Regions from separate parts of the Capra hircus genome. Here region 2 is linked to region 1. The links are chromatin contacts, called in public Hi-C maps. All regions are on one chromosome and are shown on one strand. The core of a region is the stretch at or near the end of the contact, and the rest is flanking DNA. Distances in the headings are between cores, read along the strand shown.

The links. A called contact is a pair of places that touch in the nucleus more often than the background predicts.
Region 2: a Hi-C map of liver shows a contact between it and region 1, with 8 times the contacts expected there. The contact joins the promoter of GLUL here to the enhancer-like site in region 1. A contact is called at or near these places in 2 of 5 Hi-C or Micro-C datasets (blood and liver).

The regions. Positions count from the first base shown.
Region 1 is chr16:61,794,901-61,800,323 of ARS1.2, reverse strand. No RefSeq gene overlaps it. Among named protein-coding and RNA genes, the nearest start is that of ZNF648, 16 kb to the right of the region's middle. Within about 2 kb of position 2,458, at least 1 of the 5 cell types and tissues checked has an H3K27ac peak or open chromatin away from gene starts, as enhancers often do.
Region 2 is chr16:62,103,301-62,108,535 of ARS1.2, reverse strand. GLUL (glutamine synthetase) reads left to right here and starts at 3,437. Exons shown (of 7, transcript XM_018060686.1): 1 at 3,437-3,549.

The sequences.
Region 1 (5,423 bases), core at 1,209-3,708:
TGAAAGGGCATCGGAAGATGCTGACGTCAGAAGCGGCAAGTCAGGACACCTCAGGCTGGGTTCCAAGATGCTTTTCCTGCCTCTCCCCATCCCAGTGTCTCTGTGCAGCCTCATTCTGCTGTCCCAGGGACCTGCCTGACCCTTGTGGACTGCAAGTAATATCCCAGCTTTACTCTGCCCTGAGGGGGACTGTCCCCTAGGGCAACGAAGGTGATTGTTTTCCTCTGTGGTTGCCCTCCTCCTTACCTGGGTGACTCATCGAGGTGGCAGGCCAGCCTGGGGCTCAGAGGTGGGGTGCACCCAGATCTACAGGCTGTCACAAGGGAGAAGCCTGCTCCCACATGGACATAACTTGTCTGTTTTTCTAAGCTCAGCCATGACCTGATAAAGGATACAGTGAGGCCTGCAAGGAGGAAGAAAGGAAGTCAGGGATATAGACATTTTTTGGCCAGAGCTCCATCAGATAGGAGAGAAACAGCCCATCCTCTGAGGGGAACGCAAGGCACGCTCTGTCCTTGGGTGCTGTTTTCCCAAACAGGGTTGAGGCTGGGTGAACCATGGCGGGGGTGGGGTGCTGGTTGTGACACCGGCCTCCAGCGCTGCACGCAGTCCATACACCTACACCCGCTCTCAGGGGCCCATGGGGTGGCCAAGAGGGGGAGTCCCTGCTGGACTCCCTTTCTTTGTCTTACGCAAACTTGGAAGAATGGTTAGCGCGGGTAATACATTCAGGGTGGAGCGCAGAGGTGGAACACAAGGTTTTACCCATGCCACGGGCCCCCCTTCTCCACCCTGCCTGCTGTCCCCTCCAAACACCCAATCCCCACTAAGCAAAGACAAGCTAGTCACTGAAGAGGAGAAGCCCTCAAAGTCTCACAGCATGTACCCTGGGGGCAGGAGAGGAGAAGGTGAGGAGGTCCTTGAGGGTGCGGAAGTCCCCAAAGAAGGGCTTTCCACCTCTCAGGCTGGTCCTCCTTTGATTTCAGGATGTGGCTTTGCCAGGCTGGTGTCAACCATGGCCACACCATAAGCCCAAAGACTGGGTTTGGGGGTGCTGTGCCTGCTCTGACAGCAGGTCAGCCTCCAGCCCTCTGTCTGGTCTGGGGTTTGATGTCCCTCTCTAGGTGTGAACTGGGTCCAGGGAGGAAGCCAGGGCCCCCGACTCCATGCATCCTCACTCCTGGGTAGCTCCATACACTCCGGCAAGTTGTCCTGGGGATGAACCAGGAGCATCAACAAGACCTCCTGTCGACCGTGATTGGCCCATGGCCAGCACGGACCCTTTCCTCCCACCCAGAATATCCCAGGATTGACTTGAAGAAAGTTCTGATACCCTGCTGGTGACTTTTTACCTAATCCCTCCTTCAGGGCTCAGATCCATTCCCACCTCCTGCATGAAGCCTTCCTTGTCAACGGCAACTTGCCGCCATCTTCTCCTGCCCCTTCTGCATTTGCAAGAGTTCGCACCACGTCTCTTCCCCGGGCTTTCTTCACCACTTCCTGTGCTCCTCGTCTTGTCAGGTCCTTCTCAGACCCTGCTCTAGGGGTTGGGACGGCCCATGGGATGCCTGTTCCTGGTTTCCAACACAATTGGGAAGATGTACACAAATGGCCATTTCACTTGGCGCCATAAGGGAGAGTCAGAGAATGTGCTCCAGTGGGTGGAGCAGGAAGACAGACCACAGGGAGGCTGGACGGGGGCCTCACAAGCAGCATCTGAGAGTGACTTTCAGAAACACATAGCATTTGTTTTCTTTTTCTTTTTAATTTTTGGCACACACCGCAGGGCATGTGAGATCTTAGTTCCCAATCAGGGATCGAACCCAGGTCTCCTGCCCTGGCAGCGTGGAATCTTAACCATTGGACCACCAGGGACGTCCTTGAAGCACATAGGATTTGGGTGGCAGGGGCCAGTCTAGGAGGAAACAGGGAGAGCCAGGAAGGCATGGAGGCAGGAAGTGGTGGACGGCAATGTGGGGCACCATCAGAGTGGGTCTCCACCAGGCCAGCTCTTTCAGGTTGGCTGATTGACACCTGAGCTCCCCTCCTCGAGAGCTTCCCCACACTGGCAGCTTTGTGCCCAGGGCCATCTGGGAGCAGTGACTTGCAGGGGTGAGGGGTGCCAGGAATAGCTGCAGGAGGAAGTGGAGGCAACAGTGTGGTCTCCTGCTGTGAACACCCAAAGTCAGTACCCCGTCCTCCCCAGCCCAGAATTTCCATGCAACGTGGGCCCCTGATCAATACCAGGATGCCCTCCATGGGCCTCAGCTTCCTGGGATGTGCTGGAAATAACCGCCTACCCGAGAGGCGATGGAGCTGGCCACTAAACTGTTTGCTTCTGCAGACTTGTCAACAGGCCCTGCAGAGGGGTTAACGTTTAGCTGGTGGCGAGAGGGCTGGGTTCTCTGGCTGCAGCCTGAGCCGAGGCAGGTGGAAGAACAAGGTGAGTGGCAGGGAGAGCACAGTGGGAGCACAGAGCACAGTGGGAGCACAAGGCTGTGCCGCGGGCACTGCTCATCCTTCACCAGCAGCCAGCTCCTGGACGTATCTGCTCAGTCTTCCCTGATGAAGTTCGTGCCTTGGGCAGAGTGGTGGGCGGTAAGCTGAGCTGGATCTTTCTAACTGATAGTCAATTTTGTGACTGAAGGGCTGGCCTATGGAATCAAATCAGGCAAATAAGAATGTGGTCTGCTGATGGCAAAATCACCTGGGGTTTCCCAGGGAACCTCCATGAATTATGATTTAGTGGTTTTGGGTGACACCTGTGCTTTTTTTTTTTTTTTAAACAAGCATGCAAGACCTGTGGATCTAAGAAAGTGTGGAATAAGGCTGGATCCGCAGATGGTTACAGATCCTACTGCATGTAAAGCTGCTGGTGTCCTGACCTTGTCTGTGCCTCAAATCACCCTGAGACTGGCCTAGAGAAGGCCCCCTGGGGCCTGCCTCCCACAGCAAGATGTCTTGTAGCTTAATCTGGGGAAAGGAGTCCCTCATCGGAGGGGCAAGGCTGCCACCTGCTGGTCCATTCTAGAAATGTCTCCTAGTCTCAGATACCTGGTGTAAATAGAGGTGGGGAAGCCAGAGGATGTGGGCATGCCCTCCCTTTCCTGTTCTGCCTTTGAATGTCCTGTTCTGAGAGCTAGTGTCCCTCAATCTTGCACCTCTTCTGGTGCCTCCCATCTAAGCCCATCTTCTCTGGGCAACCACCAGTCAATAGGCAGATTCTGCGGACCCACCTTCTTGCCCGGAATTCCGTTCAGTCTAGTACCTACTTGATACGGGCCAGTTGCAGGCTGGCCAGACGGGCAAATAATGCAGAGAGTTTGAGAAGTGAGGATGATTCATGAATATGCGCCATTTCTATCTGAGGTGACATCTGAGCTGAGAGTAAGTGGGAGACAGGCAGGTGGAAAACAGGAGAGGAGATTCAAGGCAACAGGGCTAGCAAGCTAGGCTATTTGAATATAGAAACTGAATTGTCTTATTTTTAATCCACTTCTTGGCTGCCCCCAAAAGGATGGAATGCTAGCATTTCTCCTCAATTTCTCAACAAATTTAAAGATTATGAGACAGGGAAACAAGTTTTTCAGTTACTAAGATTAGACTTGGAGTTTTAGGGGCCTCCAGGTTTGGTGTGAAAGGACAAGAGAGAGGCCTGGGTTTGAGGGAAGAAGCTGTATAACCAGAGCAAGCAGGAGGCAGAGAAAGCTTCTCCTCTCTGCAGAGTTCTTCTGGTCCGATGTGATAAGGGCTCCCAGCAACCACCCCCAACCTGGCCCTGCAGCACCCCAGGGACTCATCAGGCCCCAGAGGGAAGCGGCCAAGGCTCTAGGATGTTCTGCCCTCCCAGCCTTGCAAAGAACTCTCAGGTCCCGAGAATGGCAGTGAAGCATCCCTGAATCTGCAGACCTGTGAGCCCCAGCTGTCTCTATGGTAACCTGTAGAGACAAATGTCCAAGGACCAGATCCATTGGTCCTATGAGGGACTCTTGGACCTTGTCATAGATCAGAAATAGAGAGATATGCATTCAAACCACAGTGAGAAAACAAAGGAACTCAGTGTTCCTGCACACCAGGGTCTGTAGCAGATGCTACTGATAATAGGTACGAAGAAGGTCAAGACACAGCACCGGAATCAAATGGAGAAGGCGGACCTTTTGAAGAGCTGGTTAATAAAGCCGTCTGGGTGGTGGGTGGGAGGCCAGCTGTCCAGGACGTTCTGTGGCTCCGTGGTTGCAGAATCCCAGTCAAATGTTTTTCCCCAGGACAGCACTTGGCCTTGTTTTGTGCCCCAGAAGGCTGGGGTCATCAGGCTCCCGCATGCCAGCTCTGAACTTGTCCTGGGGTGAAACACAGTGTGGGCCACATTTGATCATGTTCTGTTTCTGCTCATAATCCTTGAGCAAAAGAATCATATACCTTCTAAAGACAAAATAATCACCCTTAGCACGTCCCACAGGCCCGCAGCATCAGCCCCTCTCACCTTCTCTCACTCAGCCATTGGAAGGGGTCCCAGCTCCCCACTTCTCTCAGTAGCCTCCCACCCTCTCTCAGCTGACTCCTGCTCAGCCTTTAGGCCTCTGTTTCGTCATTTTCTGAATCCCCACCACCACCACCACCACCATGGCTGAGTTGTATGCCTCCATGTGCTTTGGATTTGGCCCATCGTGGCTCTCAGCAAACTCACACCACCTGCTCACTTCCTGATATGTGTCAGGAGGCTGGATTCCTTGACCACAGAAAGTGTGTTTGTGAAATACTGGTACCAGCACTCACACTCTGATTTAAGAAGGGTGTTCAGCAAGGTTTCTTAGAGGAAATAATACTCAACATGAGATCTAAAGGATTGGGGTAGGGTCAGAGGTGTGATTTTAAGCCTATGCCAAGGCCCTGAGGTTGCAAAGAGCTTGGCATGTTTGAGAAACATTCCAAAGACTCTGGCTGGAGTGCAGAGATGGAGTGAGCAGGTGGTCTAACCACCACCGATAGAAACACTATTTCCTACCTTCACCTCTTTTTCCCTCTTTGCTCTCTTCTGGAGCAGTTCCATGCAGCCTACTCAAGGGGTGAGTTATTTTTCCTTTCTACATCCCTCCTACCAATGGGTAGTGCAGGTGTCTTCTTCATCTCTTCTTGCCATTTCACGCCATTCTTGTAAGAATTTCTTGGCTTTGAAGATCAAATCATCAGCCTACAGCACCCACCACCCCTCCTTGGCATAGTCTCTCACAAACCCCAGGCCACTTTCTTTCATTCATTCTTTGGGAAGGGGGTGGGAGGTGGCTGCACTAGACCTTGCTGCCTGTGGGCTTCTCTTGCTGTGGAGCATAGACTCTAGAGAGCGTGGGCTCAGTAGCTGCAGCATGCAAGTGTAGTTGCCCTGTGAAATGTGGGATCTTAGTTCCCCAACCAGGGATCAAACC
Region 2 (5,235 bases), core at 2,188-4,687, 310 kb before region 1:
TTGCTTTAAGAGTAATGACATCAGCTTCCAAGACTGTTTCTTTTCCTTTTATTTTTGTTTTGCTTTTAGATTTTACAATGGTCTACTCTTTTGGAAAGAACTGGTGCTGGTTTATTAAAAAGAGAAAAAGTTTATAATGCGGGGTTGGGTTTCCAGGGTGTTCCTCAAGCCTGGAACTCAGCTGTCTCTTCAGCATGAGTTAAGGGTTTTGTTCACTGCCTACTGAAATCATCCAAATGTTGGAAAAACTCCATTTCCTAAACTACATGTTCTGCTTAAAGATTTGAGTATGTTTGAGCCTTACCCCAAATCTTGTCTCTAATGAGTGCATGGCAACCAACCACATAGGTCCCAGGAAGGCACACTCAGGTCACTAGATTAAGGGTTTATGATCTGCAAAGTGAGACTGGGTCCTTTAAAAGAGAAAGAAATTGAGAGAAGAACTCACAGGTAAAGTCCACCCCAAACAAGGCCTTTATTTCAAGCAGCAGAACACTGAAGAAGTCCTTTTTTTCAGTCCCCAGCCATTTCCGCAGATTTGGAACCAAATTTTGACCTGTGATATTTCTCTTCCACTCCACCCATCCCTTGGACACAGCTACTCTAAAAGAAAAAAGCCTGACTTCAAAGCCCATGAAACAGAATCCCCTGTCTGCTTTGATATTGAGTGTACCAGGAGACAGAAGAGTTCATGGTTCAAATGCTCTAATGCTTTTTAGGGAGCGGGAGGAGACTGGGGGTAGCTGTCAATTTAGGGAAGAAGGAGAAAGAGAACAAAGCGCAGCAGACACAGCAAAGTCAAACTGGATGAAACAGGCCACTCTCCTTACAACTTCTCTAAAAGTCCAGTCTGGGTTTCCAGGGGCAAACCAGTTAGTTTAAGCTCTTTCTTCTGCTTTTTCTTCCTTCATACTCTTTTAAGCTTCCCTGAATAGTTCTTGAACTCATTTGGGTCCTAATTCAGTTTGGTTAAGTAAGTAGGGGGCTGACTAAGGAGGACAAGGCCTCTTGTTCTGCCTGAAAAACTCAGTGGTCATGTATTACCTTGCTAACCCTCACAAAGTATGCCCCCGGTCACATGAATGGATCAAAGCAAATCCATTTCCACTCTTGGAAAAGCAGCTCAAAGCACATGTTCTCTTGATGGTGCCGCTGTCAGTTCTGTGTAGCCAACAAACATCAGTTATTGACCAGTTATTGACCCCCCTGGACACTCCTGGGGGACACACAGATGAATAAGGAAGGTTAAGACACCAGCCAGGGCAGCAGGCTGACTCACATACTAGAAGCTTTAAGAACTGTGCTTGCCTCTTACTTTTCTATTTTCTATTCCGTGTGCCATCCCTACCTCGGGTGCTGGCAGTGACCAGTACAGTAGAAGGCTCTGGCTCACTTCTGGCAGTCTGGCAACTGAAAAGTAACGTTTTTTAAAACAAGAACATGGCCTTTCCCCTCCCAACACCCCCTCCTCAACCATTTAAACTCAAGACTTCACAGAAATAGATGGAATGAAGAGAGCTCACTTTGTGATCAGATCTAAACCCACTCTCATAAAACTAATGGTGGCGCAATACCCAGAGTTAGAAAGTTGTACTTCATGGGTTATGGCAGGAAAAGAAATAATCTAATCCCTTCAGATTATCTTGGCCTATAATAATTACAATTATTGCTTTCTAGCATTGCTGTATGTGTGTGCCATCACAGTTAATCCTTACAATACACAAGGTAGCTGTTACGCCTAATTTGTAGCCAAGGAAACTGAGGCTTCAGGGCTAAGCATCCACCTGAATATAAAGCTGGTAAGAAGTCAAACCCAGATTTGAACCTACATTGCCCGACCTGAAGCCCAGCCTTTCACCATCATTTGAAGGATCACAAGTTTAAGTGCAAGTTTAAGGACAGAATACCTCACACTTGCAAGGCGACTTACCTGGTCCAGAATGTCACCTGTCTGAAACATACCAAAAGTTTCTGTTTGAGATGAACCTTGAGTCTGTCATCTTAAAGCACTGCAGTGTTAGCCACACTCCCACAGGGGAGGGATGTTGACCAAAGAGGCCAAGTTATGTGTGTGGTCACAGGCAACATTTCTTTTCCATATTTGTGGTACAAAAAAATAACCAGAAGAGCAAACTTCTTCCCTTCCTCTTCCAAAGCAACACGATTTCTTAGTTTTCAAACAGAAAATCTCATATACTGGGGCTCTTGAAAGGTGCGATAAAGGCTAGACACCATCAGGAGGATTCAGGCAATAAAAACAGTATGATTAAATCTTATCACTGGTAGCAATGAAGACACTATATTTATGTGTGTTGTATACATATATATAAAATTGTGTATCTGTTGACAAACATCCCTTTCAAGACTTTGTTCACACACACATTTTCTCAACTATCCTAATAAAGCTCTGAGGAGAGAAGAGGAAGGGGTACTGATTCTCGTTTTCCAGATTTCAAAGACGTTCAATAAATTACATGAAAAGCAACACCAGACAGAACTTAAATTTTTGACGTACCCTAGGTTTCAAAGGGGGAGATGCCAAGACCTCAATCCCCTGTCAGCTGTCCTTGGGAAACGGTTCGCACAGAGGATTTCAAATCTGTTGCGCGGCTCTAAAGGTCCTCTCTTGAACCGTTTTATTTGATTTGCAGAAAAGGGAACTTGGGTCCAGAGAGGCTGCAGAGTTGCCTCAGGTGTGTCTCCGCCCGCCGGGACCCTCTCCACGCAACGAGACAAAACACAGTGCGTTCACTACAAACGGGAGATGGGAGACTCCAGGTCACATCCCCAAACCCGCCGAGGAGGCCGGCCAGGGGGCTCTTTCCGGCCTACCTCCGGCAGCCCCCTGTCTGCGCCGCCCCCTCCGAGGCCGGCCCAGGCACCGGGGAGCCCGGGGCTACTGAGGCCCCCACCCCCCCGAACCTCAAGCAGGACCTGAGGGCCGGGCAAGGGAGTGGAGGTTCTCCAACAGCGAAAGGCAAAAGCTGGTGCCTGTGGGTTGGAATTTCCTCTGGGGCGTGCAGTGGGACCTGGGAAAAGAACCCTCCCTCAGAATATCTGACCCGGGGGCGCCGCGGGGGAGAGCACGCGGGGACCGCCCGGGGCCAGGCGGGCGGCGGCGCGGCGGCGCGCTGCAGCCCCGGCGGCGGGGTCCTTCCCGGCAGGCCCCGGGCCCTCCGCCCGCCGCCGGCCCGCCCTGCCTCGCGCCCCTCCCCCCACGTCCCCTCCCCCACCGCCCTTTCCCTTTCTTTCTTTCCCGGGTCCGCTCGCCCCCACCCGGCGGCGCCCGCTCGGCGGCTCGCCCAATGGCCGTGGTGCCGGGACGGTGCATCAGCTGATCCGCCCGGGCTCCGGGCCTCTGGGAACCAATCAGGGCGCCGGGGGCGGCCCCGGCCGCCGATAAAGCGTGCGGGGCGGCGGGCCGCCCTGCAGAGCAGAGAATGGGAGAAGAGCCAGCTGTCTAAGCAGCACCTCCCGGTCCTCCTCGCCTCTCTTCTCCTCACCTCGCTCTCGCCGCCTGCTCGCCCTGCCGCTTTGCTCGGCGCCTAGGTAAGCACCTAGCCGGCCCGGGAAAGAGGGCGGGAAGGGGGCTCGGAAGTGTGCCGCGCCGGCCCGGCCGCCGCTCCCTGACCGATCGTCTCGGCCTCTTCCCACCTCCTGGCCCTACTCTGCGCCCCGGCCTGGAGGGAGGTGTGTGTTGGTGGGGGGGCTCCTGCTTGCTTTCGCTGCCCGCGGGTCTGGGTCGGCGATGGTGGGGCGCCAGGCTTCGCGGAGGGCGGGGAGTTGTTTTGATCTTCCTTCAGCTGCTGGCGGCCTAAAGCGCCGCCCCTGGAGGTCGCTGGGCAGGACGAGCCGAGGAGCCCGCTCGGCCGTGGGGCGTGCGTGGTGGATGGAGCGGTCCCCCTGCGCGAGCCTCGCCCTCTTTCTCCGCGGCTGCGGGCCCCGGGGCGCGGTTAGCTGCCTGCGCCGAGGCCAGGTGCCGGGAGAGTCGGTGGTGCGGCCCGCTCCCGCCGCGGGGTCTACCCCTGTGACTGAACAATGGGGAGCCCGGGAGCGCGGCGTGGCCGGCGGGCGCGGCGGGTGGAGAGGCCTGGCTGGCCGGACAGGGGCAGCAGCGGAGCGCTGTCCCTCCGGCGGACTCCCCAGCTACCGCCCCCACCCCCACCCCGCCCCGGCCTTGGAGGGCTATGGCCCCCTTGGCAACGCCCTGAGATCCAGACGGGGGCCCAAGGGGCGGGGCGCCGACTTTTGGGACGTTTCAGTGGGAAAGGGCTGCTCTCAACGTGGATTTTCCCAACTACCCTGGGGGCGGGAAGCGGGGATGCTCCCCCAGCCGCAAATCCGCGAAGAAGAACGCGAACGAAGATGAAGACGACCTGGAATCTCGGTCCTCGGGGTCCCCCTCCAACAGTTTCGGCTTCGTCGCCTACTCGGTGAATGCTGGAGAGAAACCGCGAGTCAAGATCAAGTCGACTCAGGAGCCTTCGTATTCCTGCTCCACCCGGTGCGATTCCGACCGCACTTCGACTCCCTCTCCCTCTCCGTCTCCCTCGCCCAGAAAGCTCCGGTGCGTGGACCAGCGAGAGCCGGAGACCCACGAGAGGCGCGAACGCCACTCCAAAAGGAGAAGGGCCAAGGAGGGCATCATCGATACCTTTGATCTTACCTGGCTGGGGTGAGTGAGGAGCAGGGATCCAGGACGCTGCTCCCACCACAGCTGCAAGAAACCGCTAAGGACCGCAGAATCCCAGCCCTCCATCCCCCCCCACCACGTAAAATCTCGACATCTCGGCGGCACTAGTTGATAGAGCAGGCGGCTGTTGGCATCCAACCTGTCACGGAACCGAGTTGGCATCACCGAAAAGAGCAGGCCCCCGAGGCTTAAGGGAGAAAGTGTGACTTGAAATTGGAGGTGGTAACCGGTGGGAGAGGAAAGCCAGGGATGGGGTTATAGCTGGGAGCTGAAAGGGTCTGGGATTGCTCCTACTGGCTTTTAAAGCCAGGATGGGCGATGGGCATAAGGGGTGGGATTTGACTGACCAAGTCTAGAGGGAGTCGGCAAAGATTGTCTGCTAACACAACTTGACAGACAGCTTCTCTTCCCGGAGGGGAAGGGTGAGGCTGTTGCAGGGAGAAGCAGTTGTTTTCAGCTGGGCAAACATGGACGGTTGCCCATAGAAACTTTGCCACTGTACTTCAGAAAGTTGCCCAAGTCATTGGAGGAGAACAATATGT